Regions from separate parts of the Zea mays genome. Here region 2 is linked to region 1. A link is a contact called in public Hi-C data. All regions are on one chromosome and are shown on one strand. Each heading gives the region's core, a stretch centred on a gene start, on an enhancer-like site or on the middle of the called end of the contact. The rest is flanking DNA. Distances are from core to core; before and after follow the strand shown.

Region 1 (6,670 bases), core at 2,454-4,953:
AGAGGACCGTCCTTCTCCCCCTGAGACGCGAGGGAGGATGTGGAAGATTGGAGGTCGGTTGAATCGGCCTCGTCCCAGGGTGATATGAGAATCGGGACCATCGTGGAGACGCTCGCTAGCTTTGGGACGTAATCTCAATTGCTCGGGCATTGATGACGCGGGATGCCATCCCCTTCGGTCAGGTGGACGCCACCTTGTGGTCACGCTTTCCTTTTGGCTTCCTTACTTTTGTTTACTCTAATCATCGAGTTCTTCCTTTTACAGCGTATTTTCGCGCGGTCGAGGGCTAGGGTGGAGGCTTTGCTGTTCGCCCATCGGGAGATAGGGCAACTTCGCATGGGGGCCACCCACTCTGAAGCAACAGCGTGAGCTTGTCGAGTTCTGCTCCGGGACGGAACAACTAGAAATTAGTAATAATATATAAATATTCATGAAGTATTAAAGCAATATCTCAAATATACAAGTGATAAGCACCGTGCACACACATATATAATCAAAAAGTCATAACTTGATGCAATACAAAATGAAACTATCTGATTGAAAATGCATTGACATTTGACAACCATCGAAAATTATAAGACAATACCACACATTAAACTATAGAGCGTAGAACTAGCCATATAACTTGACCCCATCATAATATAAGTAATAACTTATAAGACATTTCAATATAAGGTAGGAGGTCACATTCAATACAAGACAATATAATACAATAATACAATCATCATGTATTTAAATAAAGCACTGGCAATTCTAGTAGCATATGATTATAGTATCAATATATATATGACATGAAACTTGCATTCTTATGGTACACCTTCCACTTGACATAGTCAACATAAACGGTGTCCTCGTAATCTGTCTCACATTCTCATATGAATTATGAATATATGTATCAAGCGTAATAATTGAAAAGAAACTATAAATAAGAGTTATAAAAAGCTTTAAACAACTCTAAACTATATACTATTAGATAGATCTGGATTTTAGAAAAATAATCAAGTTAGTCTCATGTTTTTCTAAGTTAAGATGAATTTATTATGGTTTTACAAAAATGATTTAGATTTAATATTTTTTCTGAAAAAAATATTGAATCTATCACTGACGGTGAAACACCGAATAAATATGGTAATTTTTACAACGGCTAGAAGAGGTCCAAATTGTTTTTCTGTTTTTTTCCTACTTGATTTCGTCTCCATAATTTTTATTAATTGTTTTCATTTAGCCCAAAAAATCGGTAAAATTTTAAAAATATCTTTCGATAACCGAAAATTATCGTTATGTTTTCATCCCTAAGTAAGACTTTGGTATTCGCATGAGGAGTTATATAACCACAACTCTAACTCATTTGCTTGTTTACAGTCACTGTCTCCATATTTGATAGATAATTTCACATTATAATATAAATAGATTTTATGATAGCTAAATCAAAAAAGAATAACCAAGTAAAATTGATGATGCACCAAAATTAATGTGTGATGAGCAAGTAGCACCATTAAAAATAAAGAGATTCAACTATTCGGCTTAAGCGTATGTCCTAGTTGGGTGAGGCAAGGTATTCTGATTGAGGTCACCGTCCATAGTGAGATGTTTGTGGTAACTTTGCTAATATCAAAGTTTGTTTGACTGATTTGGTGACCAGAGATTTGAAGAGGATAATAGAAGGGATTTCCTCTTTTTATGGATTCCCTCTAATTTTTTAATCACAAAATCAGCTCTTAAGGATATATATACACACATATATGATTTGTGTTTATTTTGTATTTGAAAAAACAGATAGCAAGAGGGGGTTTCTGAACATTGACCATACACATGTGTACGAAGGGGAGGTGTATCTGTACCAATAACAATAAAACAAATATGACTCTTAAAATCCCGATAGCACATTCCGCTGTAGTCTATATGGTCAGGATATATTCGGCTCACCCAGGCTCGAGTACCGGCAACGGAATATTTTTGCCAGCTTAGGGATTGTTCGGTTATTCCTATACTGTGTGGATTGGATGAGATTGGAAAAAATTATGAAAGATTTTGACTTATTTGGGATTGAAACTCATCCAATTCCACCCAATCCACATGGATTAAGAACAAAACGAACAAGCCCTTACATGTTTCTTTTTGTTACCACAAGCATTCTAGTGGCAAAAAAAACTCCTCCAACTTGATTAGGAATAGGGAAAATGAATTGGGCACGAGCATCCTACTGCCAAAAAAAACTCCAACATGATTAGGAATAGGAAAAGATAAATTGGTAGTGCAAGCAAAGCCACGAGCATTCCACATTTCTACTGGCAAAAAAAAATCCTCGAACCTGATGCATGTCAATTGCCACGTAGAGCCACCTCGTAAGCAGATGAAAAGGCACAGGAATCGCAACAGCGTTCAGTGTCAGTGCGAGGGCAAGAACACGCCTCCGGGAAATTCTGAAAACAATGTATTTAATTCTACATTTTTGTTTACTTTGCTAAACTCTGTACCTATACGACATCTAACCACTTCTTTTGCTCAGTTATCCACTTGCCCAATATCTACAGAACTGAGCACACCCTATCATCTGCACCAGCAAGCAGCCCAGGAGCAGTCAACACCCATCATCATGCATCTGGAAGACTGCAACGACGTGTCTACGTCTGCTGCCGAGGTGTCTACCCCCTTGGGTCAGGGGGGAAAAAGACTGAAAGAATGGAAGGATCTATGAATTGTCAATGTCATCAGAAAAATGGATAACTCTGGGACGATCTTGATCTGCAGCCATTGCTTGGAGCTCGCGCAGATGTTCTGGTATCAGCGTGCCCAGCTGAGGGTTCTGCGGGTTCTCTGCATATGCGACATGGTACGCAGCCACACATGCTTGCGGCCATGCGATCATCATCCGGCACTGCCACAGAAAGGCAAGAAAACGAAATCAGAAGCAAAGCGTATACAAACAGTAAAACAACGTCCACAATGGGTAATCTATGAAAGCAAGTGGATAGATAACATTATCTCATTTTTTGTGTGTCGAAGATAATGGTATCTCATTTTCATGTAACCCTGACTCCCTCATAGCAGAAGAATCTAGAACAATAGGGTGGAAAGGTAGGCACATTACTAGATTCCACTGACACCCTAAATCAATGTAAATTCAAAATTTCTAGGAGGTTGCTTGCTGTTGACTAATTTATAGTTTCCAAACACACTATAATATGCAAGCCTTAGGATGGTATCGACTAAATATTCTTAAAATTATGGTGTGGCATACAAATTTTGAAAACAGCAGATGTATGCTGTCTTTAGACAAAAGTACATAGCCAGTTCAATCGGGTTGCACTAGTAGTGATAAAAACAGAGAAAAATAGGAGTGAGATTGAGTGCAATACCATATAATAACCGATCAGGAATGCATAGATGGATATGGGCAAAGCTAGTTTCTTCTGATCCTTATCCATGGCTAGTGCCCATGATCCAGAAACCAATGAGGCCAATGCGCCTGATGTAACGGAAGAAAGGAAGCAAAACGAACCAGTGAGGTCTGAATCAACAAGCTCTGCAATCCCACGGAGAACAAAAAGCGACCACACATCCCGTGAAGCCACACAGAATGCCTTCCCCCGCGCCCCCACGTGCACAAAACCCCAACGGTTAGCACGTCCCAGCATCTTCTCTGATACAGCAAAGCAGCAGCCCTGTCCTGACAAAATGAACTCGTCGTTGCCCCCAGCCGCTGTTTTCATTGCTCGAGCCAATCCCCGCACCGCTGAGTTCACCGGCACAGCCACTGCACCCATGCATATGTCCCCAAAGGCTGGTCCAAATATCGTGTCACAGAATGCTTCGACAGCACCGCCCAGGACGTGAATTCCATAGGTGAGACGTCCATGTGCCAGTTTTGCCACTGCCACATAGACAATATATCTCAGTACCTGCATTGTCCAGGCCATGCTCACTAGAAGTGCTGCCACATAAGCCATCCGGTAGTCCATGAAGTGCCCTTCTGCAGCAGCAATGCAGCTGATGGCAACTGTCCAGAAGGCCATATACCCAAACGTTGCAAGAAGGACATAGACAACAAGGCATGAAGTAGCAGGCGGTAAATGTGCACCGATGACAGAAACGGAAAGCATATCAGAGGCATGCTTGAGACGTGGGCCAGTGGCCCAACAACTGTATAATCCTGCTGCAATTGCGAATACAACTACAAGCGCTCCAATGCCAAGTGCAGCAGTATTGCCAACAAGAAGTATGACTACATCACAAGCAAGTGCAGAAACAGGGGCAGCCCAGAGAGAGGTCTTGATGGCTTTTGGCGGGTTTGTGACAGCAAGGATAACCCAGAAGCATGCAGCAATTGTGGATACTATGACAGAGGATACCAGAGGGATGAAGTTGGAGAAGGGCTTGTAGGCAGGGTTCTGGTGGTAAGAGGCCTGGACGCCTAGGAATGCTGTGAGGGCAATGAAAGCAAGCAGATGAAAGATGAACAGCAACTTCGTTACACTGCCTGTGAAACCACTGCAGCAACCACGACTATCCTGGACCTCAATGTTGCCAAATGCTGGGGAATAAATTTGCTCTTCACTTTCAACAGCCGCCTGAGTAAGATTTGGAATGTTAGTCATGTGAATCCACTTCGATCAGAAACACCAAAATTCAGTTACAGGAAATGTGCTCTTTCATTTCTTACAAGCTTAAGTCAATAGGCAAAGCAATAGAATCCTGAGTCCTTCAAAAAGCTAAGGAAACTCAGTAACTCATGCCTAAAGCAATGCCTTCTCCATACCCATAAGGTATATAAAAAATTCGAACTATGTCATAGATGTGTTATTAAACAGAAAATTAACAAATTTCACCTGGAAGACAAGCATTGTCATCAGTTTACCTGCTTTGGAAAAGGCAATGAACCTAACCAAAGGCCTAATATTGGAGTAATGTCTAGGGGGAAACTTCCATTCTATCGATTTAATGTCCACAAGATTTTTTTCCTCAAAACAAATCATACGATATTCTTTTGAAAACATAAACAACAATTATTACTTCCTTCCAAAGTGAACACAACTGAAATTGCTATGATGCTATTTTTAACTTGTCGTACATTGAAGCTGCCACAGGTCCAAGCTAAGTCTCTGTTTGTTTCTTTCCAGGATTATATGGATTATATAAGCACCTATTGACCTGCTTATGGATTATTATAATCTAGGTATTTGGATTATATAATCCACAGATTACATAATAATCTGTGTTGTTTACCTTTCAACTTATTTAAACTGGATTATATAATCTAGAAGGTAAACAAATAGGGCCTAAGTACAATTAGATGGTATTGTTTGTTGGGTCAAATTACATTTAGCCGTTTAGGCTGCAATTTTAGAACAGATTAGCAAGTACAACTAGTCATTGCATATTATGAGGATAAACAATTCTATCACAGTAACAACACATACACACGCAATGGCCATGATGCTCGATAATAACATGCACATTGTTGAACGCTAAAAAGAGCAGTGCGGACGGTCCGGCCCCGAGGCCGGACGGTCCGCGGTCCGGACAGTCCGTGGTGGTGGCGCGGAAGGTCCGCGCGTGCGCAGAGTCAGTTAGGGTTCCTAGTTTCTCGCGGGATTTGTTACCTAAAACCGCGGGATTAACTCGGAAATCAGTTTGAAGCGGATCCAGACCTCCCCCTTTATATAGATGAAGGGCTACGGCCGATTGGACCCCCCAACAATCGATTAACTCAAGTCTATTTCTCGTTTTTACCTTATGCATTAGAAGTAGCTCTAGTTTAGCTCTAGTTTAGTATTCCAATCCCCAAATTCTCCGCTTCTCTTCGGCTCTACGTCGATTAGAAGAGTCTAGGTCGGCCTGCCGAGCCTAGACATCACCTAGGATCTCTCCTCCCCGATGGGGTCCCTCCCGGGAGCGAGATCCAGGCGCCGCCCCCTGCGCACGCGCGGACCGTCCGGCCGTCAGGCAGGGAACCCAGGCCCCTGTTCCAGGTCGCGGACCGTCCGGCCCCTGGCCGCGGACCGTCCGCGCCTGTGCAGAGAGCACCGCCACGATTCGTATTGAGTGATTGGCGCCCCAAAAAGGCACCAACATACTTTTGGCGACTCCGCTGGGGAAGGTGTTTAGATCTACTAAAAATCAGGCCCTCAAATGGTCGGTTCTAAAGATCACACCGATATCTCCCCGGACAATATCCTAAAGCCGGCTGTTGAAAGTCTGACGACCGATGAGCAACAACAATACAAGGACTACATGTGTCAAGCGAAGGAGAAATTCTTATCACAATACACGGTGGATCGCCACCAGAAAGTTGTCAAACATGGAGAGACCGACGTCGCATCTCTTCTATCTTCGCTTCAAGTCCCCAACGTAAGTAAACCCGACGACATCCAATTTATTAAACAGTATGTAGATCATCAGCAGAATCAAATGAAACAACAGATTGGAGGGTTAGAAGAGTCAATTAGAAAATTAACGCATACGTTGGAGAAGTCTGTTGCTCCTAGTTTTCCATCATATGAGACTAGTAACAGGATATCTATGTCTAATACATCGGCAACAAATAGGGATTTGCAGCCCCAACCATTATATGGTATGCCGATGAACTCATATCCAGGGCAAGTACCACCACCGCCATCCCTGCTTGGCAGATCGGCGCCCCTGAATACGGTCGGACTGTCCGAGCTTC
Region 2 (6,050 bases), core at 3,365-5,864, 130 kb before region 1:
GGTTGGTCGTGCGGGAGGACGGGACGACGCGCAAAGTCCCTCGCTCTCTCCCACGCGGGCGCTTGTAACCCCCTACTGCAAGCGCACCCGACCTGGGCGCAGGACAACACGAAGGCCGCGGGTTTCCCCTTTTGCCTGTCTCCCTCCTTTTTCCCCCCTTCGTGCTCCGTCTCGCGCCGACCCATCCGGGCTGGGACACGCGGCGACAATTTACTCGTCGGTCCAGGGACCCCCCGGGGTCGAAACGCCGACAGATGGTAACTCTCTAAAAATCATTTTTACGACCCATAACATAATTACCATCGTTTTTTAAAGATGCTATGTTTTTACCACTTTTGGCTACGTGGCTGTCCACAAACGTTCGACATGTCCTCGCTACGTGGAATGGCCCAGGAAATGTCTCCTTTGTCCTCCCTTACTTGCTAACCCGATCCCCTAGCGTGTTCTCACTCTAGTTCATGTTCCCCACTTCACCTCCTCTCCCTCTCTCTCTCTCGGAACTCTAACCCTAGCTACGCAGACGATCGGATGCAACAGTGTAAGTCTTAGTTGTGATTGCAGAAAGAAAAGAGAGAATCATCAGTCGTAAAGCAATAGGCAAACGTTGCTATGTGATGACAGTCCTACTCCTGCTAGAGGACCATGATTGACATTTTGCATAGGTCTTAGTCTTAGTTTTTTAGTTATTATGTTTTGCATGTAGGTTTTACATGAAATAATATTATTAGCAACGTTACATAGGTCTTAGACTCAGTTTTTTTAGTTGCTATGTTTTGGATGTAGGTTTTACAAGAAAAGTCTATTAACTGTGTGACTATAGGCTTGTTGGCCAATTGATGGTTGATTAGACTTATCGGTCATCAGGCGTCTGATAGGTCTCTTATCGACGATCATCGGTTGCCATGTTATTGTCACCTGGCAATCCATAACGGTGGTGGTGCATGGCCCAGGGCTAGACCTGATCATAGGGCCACCGGACCCGACAAAAAAAACCTGGTCCACCCCGACCTGACTAATTGAACGGACAAGTACGGACCATAATTTTTTACCCATAATAATTCACGGGCTAGGTACGAGCCATAATTTTTGACCCAAAACCTAACCCAACTCGGAAAAAAACCGACCCAAAGCTAAAAAACCCGACCTAACCCATAAAACCCGACACGTCAAACAGGGGGTCATAGACCAACCCGACCTGACACTAGACATAAGTACGGGCCATGCTAAATGGTCCACAACCCGACCTTTGAACATGCCTACATGAGGCATAATCCATGTCTTTACATGCCTTTATTATTTTTAGACTAAAATATATAGAACTCTAATGGATTAAATAAGCTGATTCAAGGCGTGATCAGATCCTAAACCTGTGCTTAACCGCTAAGTTGCCCATAAAGCAATTGTCGCATCGTTAGATGCTATATTTAGATAACCGACATTGTATATATAACTTCTTTATTCGTAACTAATCATTAAAAATATTATTTAAAAAATCGACGCAAACATCCACAAGATTGAACGCATAGAATATCCATGGCTTAAATCTTCAATAATTCAGGACGCTAAGATTGGCAGCGTAAAAAGTCAATAGTATCTACCTCGCAATATTGCTCAAAAACGTTCCATGGTGTCATAGTGCTTAACTGCTTCAAGTCACCAGCCAGTGCAGTTACCTGTAGGTAATGACCTAGTGGGATAGACGGCCCTGTTGATTTGAGGTTAAAGATTATGCATTATTTTTGCAGATTTTTCCCATGTGAAAATTCATAGGCCGCTAAAAAGGTCTCAACGCAGGACGGATCCACAATCTCAAAAGGGAACCAGTCCCAACGTCAAAGTCTTATTGTTACAGCCCAATAATCTAGTTTCCCCTGGCTTGTAGATTGTAATAATCTGCAAGCTAAAACAAACACACTGGCTATTTTCAGACTAAATTCAGCATTTTCTGATTGTTCGTATTTAACAGAACATCCAACGTTACTTTCTACCTTACATAAAGCCTTGAGAATTGCAATTAGGCTGCACGTTGTTTCTGCACCCCCGGTATAAACAAGATTGCAGCCATCCTTTTTCAGACTCCCCAAACCACAGCCTACTTTTTGAACCTTTGTAAGAACAAAAAATGGCTCGATACCGTGCTTCCTTTCAATTTGTACTTTATGGTCAAACTTCAACCCTAGATTTGAAGTCATAGGAATGAAAAAAAATACAAATTAAAGTCAAGAGGAACAAAATTATATTAGTAGTTGGAACATCAACTGTTTACCAACAATTAATTAGCTCAAATTTAACTATACAAACCTGCTGACTCATCAGAATCTCAATGGCAACATTTGGATCCCCATCAGCTGCAGCAAGAGCAACTTCAGCCTGAGTCTGAAGCAATATGATCAATTCATCAGTGAGGTAGTTGACAGCCATAGCATATTCGCACAACATAAGCATAACCAGGTACATTGTACATGGATGAAAAACCGAATGGACTGTGGGCTCTTAAAAAAAACATGTGACTATTAAGGTGTGATCTTTTCCTTCTAACATTAGTATAACCTGGCATGTGTATCCCCTAATGCACTTCCCTGAAACCTCTGAAAAATTCAGCACCAGGTAAACACAAATACCCAACAGTGCAAATAGGCTATTTTTTGTATTTGTGAAGCATTTTGTTGCGGATCTTACAACAATGTTATACCTAGTGTTCAAACAGATGATGAGAACATGGATGACTGTAACACCCCGACCTCAACTCTCCAGGTCGTTTGATATATAGTTTAGTTGTATGCCAGGTTGTGTGATTACTATTAGGCCTAGTTTGGATACTCTAGGATTAGAGTGTTTTGGAGGGATTGAAGAGGTTGTAAATCCCCAATAGATCAAATACTCTCTCAATACATCTCAATCCACTTCAATCCCACTCGTTACTAGAGTATCCAAACTAGGCCTTAGTGGGGATGATTTTGTGGCAAATTTAATGGAGATCCTACTGTCGATCTCCAATGTCATCCTTGGCATGGATTGGTTACATCGACATCAAGCTAATATATCATGCTTTTAAAAAACAGTTGCTTTGGAGACTTCCTCGGGGGTCGGGGCACACATTAATTTTTCAAGGCAGTACTTCAGATTCTCCATTATGGCTGAGTTGTTTCCCAGTAGTCGTGCGATAAAAACTGGATTTCTGTATACCTTAGATGAACAGTCTGCCAAGTTATTGGATGAGGGAATTCCTATGGATCGGGGCTATCCTAATGTCTTTCCATGAGTTTCCTGGAATGCCACCCAAGTGTGAGGTGAAGTTTAGTGTTGATATAATACCTGGCACCAGACCTATCTCTTTTGCACCACATCAGTTGTCTCGCTCTTTTAAGAAGAGTTGAGGAAACAATTGAATGATCATTTGTCCACGAAGTTTATATACGCAATGTGTCTGGGTTGAACGCAGCGGCTATCAAGAATAAATATCCATTGTCTCACATTGATGAGTTATTTGACTGTCTCAAGGGTGCTAAAGTGATTTCAAAGATCGACCTCCAAGGTTGTTATAACCAAATCCCAGTGAGGGAAGACCGGAAGAGGATATTGAAATGACTGTATTTGCAATGATGTATGAGCATTGTGACTTTAGAGTTATGTTGTTCAGGTTGATTAATGCACCTCCCTATTTCATGAAAACCATGAAAAAAATGTTTTATAATTTGGGCCAATTTGTGGTGGTATTCATTGATGACATGTTGATTTTCTCAAACACTAAGGAAGAGCATGAGCAAAATTTTGGGATGGTACTCCAAACATTGTGTGATAGCATGTTTTATGCTAAATTGAAAAGGTGTGAGTTTTGTCTTTTACGAGTTGGTTTTTTAGGCCATGTTATCAATGAGGGCACCTCTGTGGATCTAAACAAGGCTTCCACGGTAATGGAGTGGCAAAGGTCATCTAATGTCAAAGAGGTGAGAAGCTTCCTGGGCATGGCTAGGTATTATCGGAGATTTGTGAAGATTTTTTCTATTATTGCTAATACCTTGTCTAAGCTCACCCACAATAATGTGAAAGTTCAAACGGACGAATAAAGTGTGAGCGAAGCCTTTAAAAATTGAAGGAGATATTGATGTTTGGTCCAGTCCGTACCCTTCTAGAGGTGGGTAAGCGCTTTAATGTATATTCTGATCCCTCCCAAGTAGGTCTTGGGGTAAGTGCAATCAACCTATTGAGGGTTTCGGTAATTGAATGACAAAACAAATTAAAAGTTCTAACAAGTTTACTTGAAGTATGTGTTCAGTTTGCTACACTAGGAATGCTTTGAATCAAGTCGAACGACAAATAGAAGCAAATCTCTGTGTGGAATCACACAGTTCTACAGAGGATTTGACCCAACACTCTAGATTCTAAATGACCATGCTTTAATTTTTGTGTCATTGGGTTTTAGGAATCGTCATACTATCAAGAGGGATCCACAAATGAGTATTGGTACTTGCACTAAAGCTCAAAATACTTGCTTCAAAACATCACATTTTGTCTCTGCTCAACTATAGGTGAAGTATGCAGTTCAACCTGTTCAAAGCAAACTTCAACCGAGGTCTTCTCTGATGGAGGGCGGTTCAACGGGTCCTGCCCCGAGAACCACTCCGGTGAAGGACGGTTGAACCTGCCCTGGGTGTGCTTCAACCGGTCCTACAATGGTTGAAGTGGGCGATTCAACCGCTCAGCTCAACCGCTTTTCTATCTACTGAGAAGCGGTTGGACCGGTCCTTTATGTAGTTCAACCGCATATCTCGCAGACCCTCTCAAACGGCTAGATCTAGACACCACACATATATATACTCACTCATTCCTCTCTCCAACCACAGATAGCACGAATTTATTTCAAACCTAACCTAAGACAAACACACCCAAGATCATTTACTCCTCCCTGATCTCTCTCCCACCTTGAGACCCATTCACTTCAAATCTTGAGCGAATCTCGGTGTGAGGTTAAGATCTATGGGTCGTGGAGCTTCTCTGTCTGATTCTCCTAAATCTATCTTGCTTTGAGCTTTGGGGTAACATCAATATTTTGTGGATTCATTACTCTTGGAGCTTCGAGCTCCTAGACGGCTAGGCGTCACTTGAGAGTCTCCAATCTTGTGGAAGACCTCAAGAAGTTTGTATTACCCACTCTTTGAGCAACTCAAGTGACTTCACCTAGAACATTGTGGTCGGTGAAGTGAGGATTAGGATTGAAAAAGATACGGCTCTTTGTGGGCTCCTCTTTGAGAAAGTAGGGCACCTAAGTGGTGTGACCGAGCCTTGGAGTAAATCTCGTGTGTCATCGTGTGCTTGACTTTTGTATCTATTGTTTGTTCTTCATATTCTCACCATCTCGTGCAAAGATCTGCCCAAATATTTGTGGTGTATAGGATTTGAGAAGTTTCCCTCTCAGATCTACTTCATACAACCCTAAGAAACACCAAGGACACCACATACGTGAAGTTTATTTAGTGATTCTAGAGATCAATTTAGTTTTATACCTCGTTTAAAAGTTGAACGGTTGAACCGGTTCAGGACGGTTCAACCATCCTAATAGCGGTTGAACAAGTCTGCACCGGTTCATCCCAGTTTGTTGAAACGGCCTGCTACTTTCACTTGGGTGTTCTTATGTAGGATGGAAAGGTGATTTCCTATGTGTCAACACAGTTTAGGAAGCATGAGGAGAATTATCCGATGCATGATCTAGAGCTTGTTGCAGTTGTCTTTGCATTAAAGATATGGAGGCATTATCTATATGGCAAGTCTTGTGATATTTACACAAATTATAAAAGTCTAAAGTACATTTTCACCCAAAAGGACTTAAAATTTGAGGCAGAGACAATGACTTGAGTTGATAAAGGATTATGATCTTACTATTCACTATACTCCTGGCAAAGTACACGTAGTGGCCAATGTATTGAGTCGCAAGTCCATCCCACTCATGTTGAATTATCTGATTGAGAGGTTTGAGCAGATAGATATTTCTTATTGTTATCTTAGAGTAACTGAGACAGAGATGAGAGTAATTCTGAAATCTACTATACCTA

Evidence for each region. A called contact is a pair of places that touch in the nucleus more often than the background predicts.
Region 2: a contact with region 1 is called in a Hi-C map of leaf, with 5 times the contacts expected there. The contact joins two enhancer-like sites. A contact is called at or near these places in 11 of 25 Hi-C or Micro-C datasets (ear, leaf, root tip and 3 more) and 2 of 3 datasets of contacts at active chromatin or transcription factors (leaf and seedling).

The regions. Positions count from the first base shown.
Region 1 is chr1:266,365,639-266,372,308 of Zm-B73-REFERENCE-NAM-5.0, reverse strand. LOC100275597 reads right to left here. Exons shown (of 3, transcript NM_001149647.1): 2 at 3,360-4,571; 3 at 2,355-2,878. The coding sequence ends at 2,693. LOC103643790 (a long non-coding RNA gene) reads left to right here. Exons shown (of 2, transcript XR_561304.4): 1 at 1-182; 2 at 265-435. Among protein-coding and RNA genes, the nearest start is that of LOC103643790, 3.6 kb to the left of the region's middle. Within about 2 kb of position 3,703, at least 2 of the 20 cell types and tissues checked have an H3K27ac peak or open chromatin away from gene starts, as enhancers often do.
Region 2 is chr1:266,497,930-266,503,979 of Zm-B73-REFERENCE-NAM-5.0, reverse strand. LOC100192896 reads right to left here. Exons shown (of 13, transcript NM_001366970.1): 12 at 2,302-2,376; 13 at 1,770-2,176. The coding sequence ends at 2,171. Among protein-coding and RNA genes, the nearest start is that of LOC100192896, 23 kb to the right of the region's middle. Within about 2 kb of position 4,614, at least 2 of the 20 cell types and tissues checked have an H3K27ac peak or open chromatin away from gene starts, as enhancers often do.